2 separate regions of the Mus musculus genome follow, and region 1 is linked to region 2. A link is a contact called in public HiCAR-type data. All regions are on one chromosome and are shown on one strand. Each heading gives the region's core, a stretch centred on a gene start, on an enhancer-like site or on the middle of the called end of the contact. The rest is flanking DNA. Distances are from core to core; before and after follow the strand shown. Region 1 has its middle 20 kb from the start of Slc5a3. Region 2 overlaps Gm36797 (a long non-coding RNA gene).

Region 1 (2,700 bases), core at 49-2,548, 100 kb after region 2:
ATACACAGGACTCCTGGGGTTGCCTGCCTTGTAACTTACTACACATTGTCTGTGACTTCCAGACATTTGCCTGTCACTTGTGATAAAGCACTGGGAGCCGTCACGTCCCAGTGAGAAGCAATCTTCACGCACATTTCCGTTCCATTGTGCTTATTTTTAAGTGGATTTTGACCTCACAGTTCCACTTCACCACATTAAATCCACACCCTTATTTTTACGACAGGGACCACAGTGGAATTGGCTGAGGTGAAAGGTGACATTTTTAAGGAGGGTTTCACCTGTGAGCATTTAGGTGTGCCCTGAGAGCTACTCCCAGCACACTCGTTCATTATTTTATTTAAAAGCCTTTCGTCGTGTTAACTGCTGTTGCCATTGTATAGGACTTGTTAGCAGCCATATTGTTATTGTTGGGATTTCCTGGGTATAGCTTCCTGGTCATATCTAGAAGACACAATCTCACAGTACACTCCCTGGTCCTCTGGCTTGTTTTAGTCTTCCTGCCCCCTCTCCCTGAGCCTGAGGTATATATGGTTATGCTGTGGATGTACCAGTCAGGGCTGGGCACCATACAATGATATAGAAGTACCAGTCCCTTTCCACTGCTAAAAGAAACTGCTTTTTGGGTTATATGCCAGTGTGGTAGGGGACTCTCACAGGGCCCCATCCCTGGATGAGCTACAGTTAACTAGCCCTTAATTGGTTATCTACCAGTGGTCAGCATATACATACAAATAATGGATGTGTGTGTGTGTAAAATAATTAAAAAGAGGCCATGAACTTGAGAGGAAGAGGGCATAAGAGGGACTGGAAGGGGACAGTTTTGTAATTATATTTTAATTAGAAATAAAATAAGTTAATAATGAGCCTTTTTCTTACATTCTTACATATGACATTTCAGTAGTATTGAGTTTAGATCTACTACACCATTTATCAACATCTGAGTGTTGACTCTTTTTTACTTGAGTATTTATTTATCTTCATCTTAGCACATGTCTGTCTGTCTTTAATCCCAGAGAACACAGTTCGGGGAGGAAGCCATAAAAGAAAGTGGAGTGGAGGAAAATAGATGGTTTGAAAACTGGTAGAGACCTCTGTTTACAACTTTAACCATAGCCTGAGCAAGCCAGCAGGGCACCTTCTGGAAGTATTTATAGAAATGTCAGTGGAAGACGTGATGTTGGCCTAACACAGTCAGAGAAAGAAGAATCTTCTAAAGCCTTCTGTGTAAAGCACGGATAGGGGTCCGGAAGGGAACACACACTTGCAAAGAGTGTCACCACGCTGTGTGGTAAATACAATTGCAGAAGTAAATGCAGGTGGCTGTGCCACAGAGGAGGAGCGGGGAAATTCAGAAGGTTGTTAGGAGCTGGTGACAAAGCTGCGGAGCTGAGAACAAACAGCAGCCGTAGAAGTATACACAAGCCGGAGGAAGCAACCACAACGGGCAACAGAGTGGGACACGAGAGCGTGACTGAGTGGGTAGCCATATGACCTCAAGTATCATTGACCAGTTCCCGTATTGGCTCCATCCTCACTGTAAACAGCTGCTGCATGCTTGAATGCCTACCTGGATTTGGACCGTGACACTCTAGCAACGCTTGTTCTAAGGCAACAGTTCTCAACCTGGGGGTCGCGACCCCTTGTGAGTCAACCTTTTCAACGGTTACCCAAGACCATCGGAAAAACACTGAGATTTAGATTAGGATTCATAACAGTAGCAAAATTCCAGTTGTGAAGTAGCAACGAAAATAATCTCATGGTTGGGGGTGGGGGTGGGGATCACCACAGTAGGCAGAACTATGTTAAAGGGTTGCGGCATTAGGAAGGCTGAGAACCGCTGCTCTAGGGACTTTTAAACAGCAAAACATACCGGATCATACCCGCCCCCTCCTCTGCCCCCAATCCCCCTAGCGAGGTAGCTGAGAGGAAAGGAAGGGCAGAAGAGCTACTTGGTGCTCAAAGTTCTCATACTAGACATTTTTATGTATGTCTAGTATGAGAGCTGGGTGCCGAGTAGTGTCACTCGTGGGCTAGAAGAAGTGTGACTAGTATAGAGGGGGAAGACACTATGCTCCCTGCTCCCGGGACTGCACAGTCTGGGCTGCTTAGGAACACTCAGATAGGAGTATCTTTATTTATTTATTTATTATAAATAAGTACATTGTTGCTTGCTGTCTTCAGACACACCAGAAGGAGTCAGATCTCATAACGGGAGGTTGTGCTGGGATTTGAACTCAGGACCTTCGGAAGAGTAATCACTGCTCTTACCTGCTGAGCCATCTCTCCAGCCCCAGATAGGAGTATCTATATGGGCAGTTAGAGTATACTGGAACTCAGGAAGGAAGTGTGGCTTAGGAGAAGATAGGCTATGAACTTGGGTAGCCATGAAGGGTGAGACAAAACAATATAGGGAGGGTGCTGAGTTTGCCCTGGGGTCAGGAGGAAGGGATGAGCCGCAGTGCCCCAAACTGCCTGGCTAGCATTCGGTTGTCCTGGAACTACAATTATGGTTCGAGGGAGCCACACTCAGACGCAAAAGGCCCTTCATTTCACCTTGTGGGGTGAAAGAGAGACCAATGGGGTAGACTGTTGGAAAGATGAGACTCAGACTAGAACAAGGTGGGAAGATCACGGGCATACCGGACTCACCAGCAAGCAAAGGGTGGGCACAGAACTCCCTTCTTAGCCGGTGCTGCCCAG
Region 2 (2,700 bases), core at 90-2,589:
GATCTAAGTACACACATTAAACATGTACGAACTGGGCTGGAGAGATGGCTCAGTGGTTAAGAGCACTGGCTGCTCTTCCGAGGTTCTGAGTTTAACTCCCAGCAACCACAGGGTGGCTCACAACCATCTATACTGGGATCTGACGCCCTCTGCTGGCACGCAGGTGTACATGCAGATAGAGCACTCATACATAAATCCTCTTCCTGCACGGAGAGGTCTCGGGAGTGTTTACGTTATCTATGGAGTTTTGTCGGAGTACAGTCCTTTCTGGTGTTTTCTTTGTTTTGTTTAAGAACTGTGCACAAGCCTCTTACCACACTCCCTGTGTTTTGCAGGGTGGCAGCCTGCATTAGAGCAGTTCTTTCACACAAGATCTCTCTTTCTCTTTAAAGCCCCAGAAAGAGCAAATGACCTCTGGGGCTTTTGCACAAGTCTTGCGGTTCGCAGAGATTGTGTGTTGGAAACTGAGCGGGCAATGAACAAGAGAGAGAAGGCATTACCACCGCATGAATTTAAACTCTTTAACCTTAAGATCTGGAACGTGTGCTCACAGGAAAGAGGCAGTAAATCATTTAATAAGAATTGGTGGTGAGAGCGGACACTCGGCCCAGCAGTTAAAACCTTGTGCTGCCCTTGCAGAGGGCATCCCCACCCCCACCCCGTTCAGTCCCCAGAACCCAGGTCTCCATTACCAAGCTGGAGTTGTAACTCCAGCTCCGGGGGAATCTGACGCCCTCTTCTGGACTCTTTTGGCCCTTGTGTGCTCACATGGACATACCCACATGTAGGCATACTTGCATACACAAGGGGGTGGTTTTTTGTTTGTTGTTTTTATTATTCAAGACAGGGTTCCTCGAACTCAAATAGATCTGCATTCTGAATGCTCACGGGGGTGTGAGCCACCACCCCAGCCTGATTTTTTTTATTATTATTATTTTTTTAAACTGTGTAGCCCTGTTTGGGCTGGAACTCTCAACCCAGACCACGCTGACGTCAGAACTCATAGAGATCTACCTGCCTCTACCTCTGCATCTGGAATACATGCAACACCCCACCTCAGCAGCATACACATAATTTTTAATTAATTCATTCATTTTTTTAATGAGAAAAGTTTAGTGGTTTTTTTTCCCCCTGAAACTCGATCTCTCGGATCTGCAGAGTGGCCCATAGAGGGTCTTGAGTTTCACCACCCCTGTGGTTCAGGCTTGTTTTCTTCACCTCTGGGCGTGATGTGAGGTAGTGCCCACCTTGAAGCTGCCACCTGCTCAATGTTCAAGGTCACCACAAAGGAGCCTGGTAGGTTTCTGCAAAATGCTGCGGACACTAGAGGGCGCCATCACCTTATGTTGCAAACAGAGTCTTTCTAGAGCTTTCTGGGTCCAAAATGCAGTGTCTGGCTCACGTTAGCCAGTGAGAATCATATGATTGTGAAACAAACAATCCTGATAGCTCCAGTCACAACCTCCACCATCAGAGCTGAAGCCTGTTGTAGAACCCCCTAGAAACTATCTTAGCTGGTCCTTGACTCTTAGACCTCCCATAGCAACCCAGGTCTTGCTTCACTGGCATGTTTCTGACTTAGAAGTCATAGCCCTTTGTTGGGTTGGGCAGTGGGGTGGGGTTAGGTCAGGAGGGAGAGCACTATACCTTTGGGGGAATCTTATTCTGGAAGCTGGTAGCGACAGAAGAAGCAAAGAAAAGACACGGAGCCTAACCTTCTTTGGCCCCTGGTTTGAATCACAACATTGATCTTGAGAGGAAAGCCAGGGTAGCAAGCTTGCTTGCGCGGTGCTCTTCTAATAGACTGAGAGAGCTGAGGAGACCTGCTCGAGGGTCTGGTCATGATTGGTTGTGTTTGGTGATGTGACCTAGGCTTTGCTTCACCACTTCTGTGTCTTAAACAATGTCTGTGTCTCAGGTTCCTTCTGTGGAGAACGGAAATATAACAGGAGGTAGCACGTCACAGCCTGGAAGACCCGGGGAGGGGCCTGTTACTCTCACTTTGCACACAGGGGTTTCCTATTTGTTGTTTTTCCTGTAGAGGGGAGATGAACACAAACCCAACAGGGGCCATTTTAAACGCAATATTAACGTGCTATTTCTTCTTTCCACTGGGCTGTGGCTCGGAACTTGGAAGAGATGGCCGTGAGACCCTCTGAAAGCAGGGCACAGTTCCTGTCAACACCAGTTCCACTTGGGAAGGGGCCTGACTGTGGGGAGGCCTGGCGTGGGTCAGAAGCACGTGTCCTCTGCAGAAACTTACCGAGTGACGCTCTGAACCAACCTGCAGCCGGAACGGCTTGGTAAATAAGCATGGGTCAAAGAACAGTATGAGGGCTCAGTGGACACAGGCGCTTGCCGCCCAGCCTGATGACCTGAGTTCAATCCCTGGGTTCCATATAGTGGAAGGAGAACTGACTCACACAATAAACAAACAGACAAACAACTAAACAAACAGTGTTTTGGAGACAGGGTTTCCATGTGTGGCCCTGGCTGTCCCGGAACTCACTCTGTAGACCAGGCTGACCTCAGATTCACAGAGATCTGCCTGCCTCTGCCTTTGGGGTGCTGGGATTGAAGGTGTGCACTACCATCCATCACCCAGCTACAAACAAACTTTGTAAGGTCATTTACTTGGGGAGAGAACTGGGGGGGGGGGAGGGGGATGAGGAAGGAGCATGTATGACTGCTAAACAACCC

The links. HiCAR-type assays count read pairs that join an accessible place to other places.
Region 1: a HiCAR-type map of kidney shows a contact between it and region 2, with 4 times the contacts expected there. The contact joins two enhancer-like sites. A contact is called at or near these places in 1 of 39 promoter capture datasets (the C10 cell line), 13 of 484 Hi-C or Micro-C datasets (the G1E-ER4 cell line, Th2 cells, bone marrow-derived macrophages and 6 more), 5 of 115 datasets of contacts at active chromatin or transcription factors (bone marrow-derived macrophages, double positive thymocytes, embryonic stem cells and 1 more) and 2 of 9 other capture datasets (embryonic stem cells and liver).

What each region holds. Positions count from the first base shown.
Region 1 is chr16:92,036,758-92,039,457 of GRCm38.p6, forward strand. No RefSeq gene overlaps it. Among named protein-coding and RNA genes, the nearest start is that of Slc5a3, 20 kb to the right of the region's middle. Within about 2 kb of position 1,299, at least 86 of the 459 cell types and tissues checked have an H3K27ac peak or open chromatin away from gene starts, as enhancers often do. A contact at or near this core is called in bone marrow-derived macrophages and kidney, where this site is marked.
Region 2 is chr16:91,935,197-91,937,896 of GRCm38.p6, forward strand. Gm36797 (a long non-coding RNA gene) reads right to left here. Exons shown (of 3, transcript XR_385049.2): 3 at 1,145-2,035. Among named protein-coding and RNA genes, the nearest start is that of Gm36797, 4.3 kb to the right of the region's middle. Within about 2 kb of position 1,340, at least 48 of the 459 cell types and tissues checked have an H3K27ac peak or open chromatin away from gene starts, as enhancers often do. A contact at or near this core is called in bone marrow-derived macrophages and kidney, where this site is marked.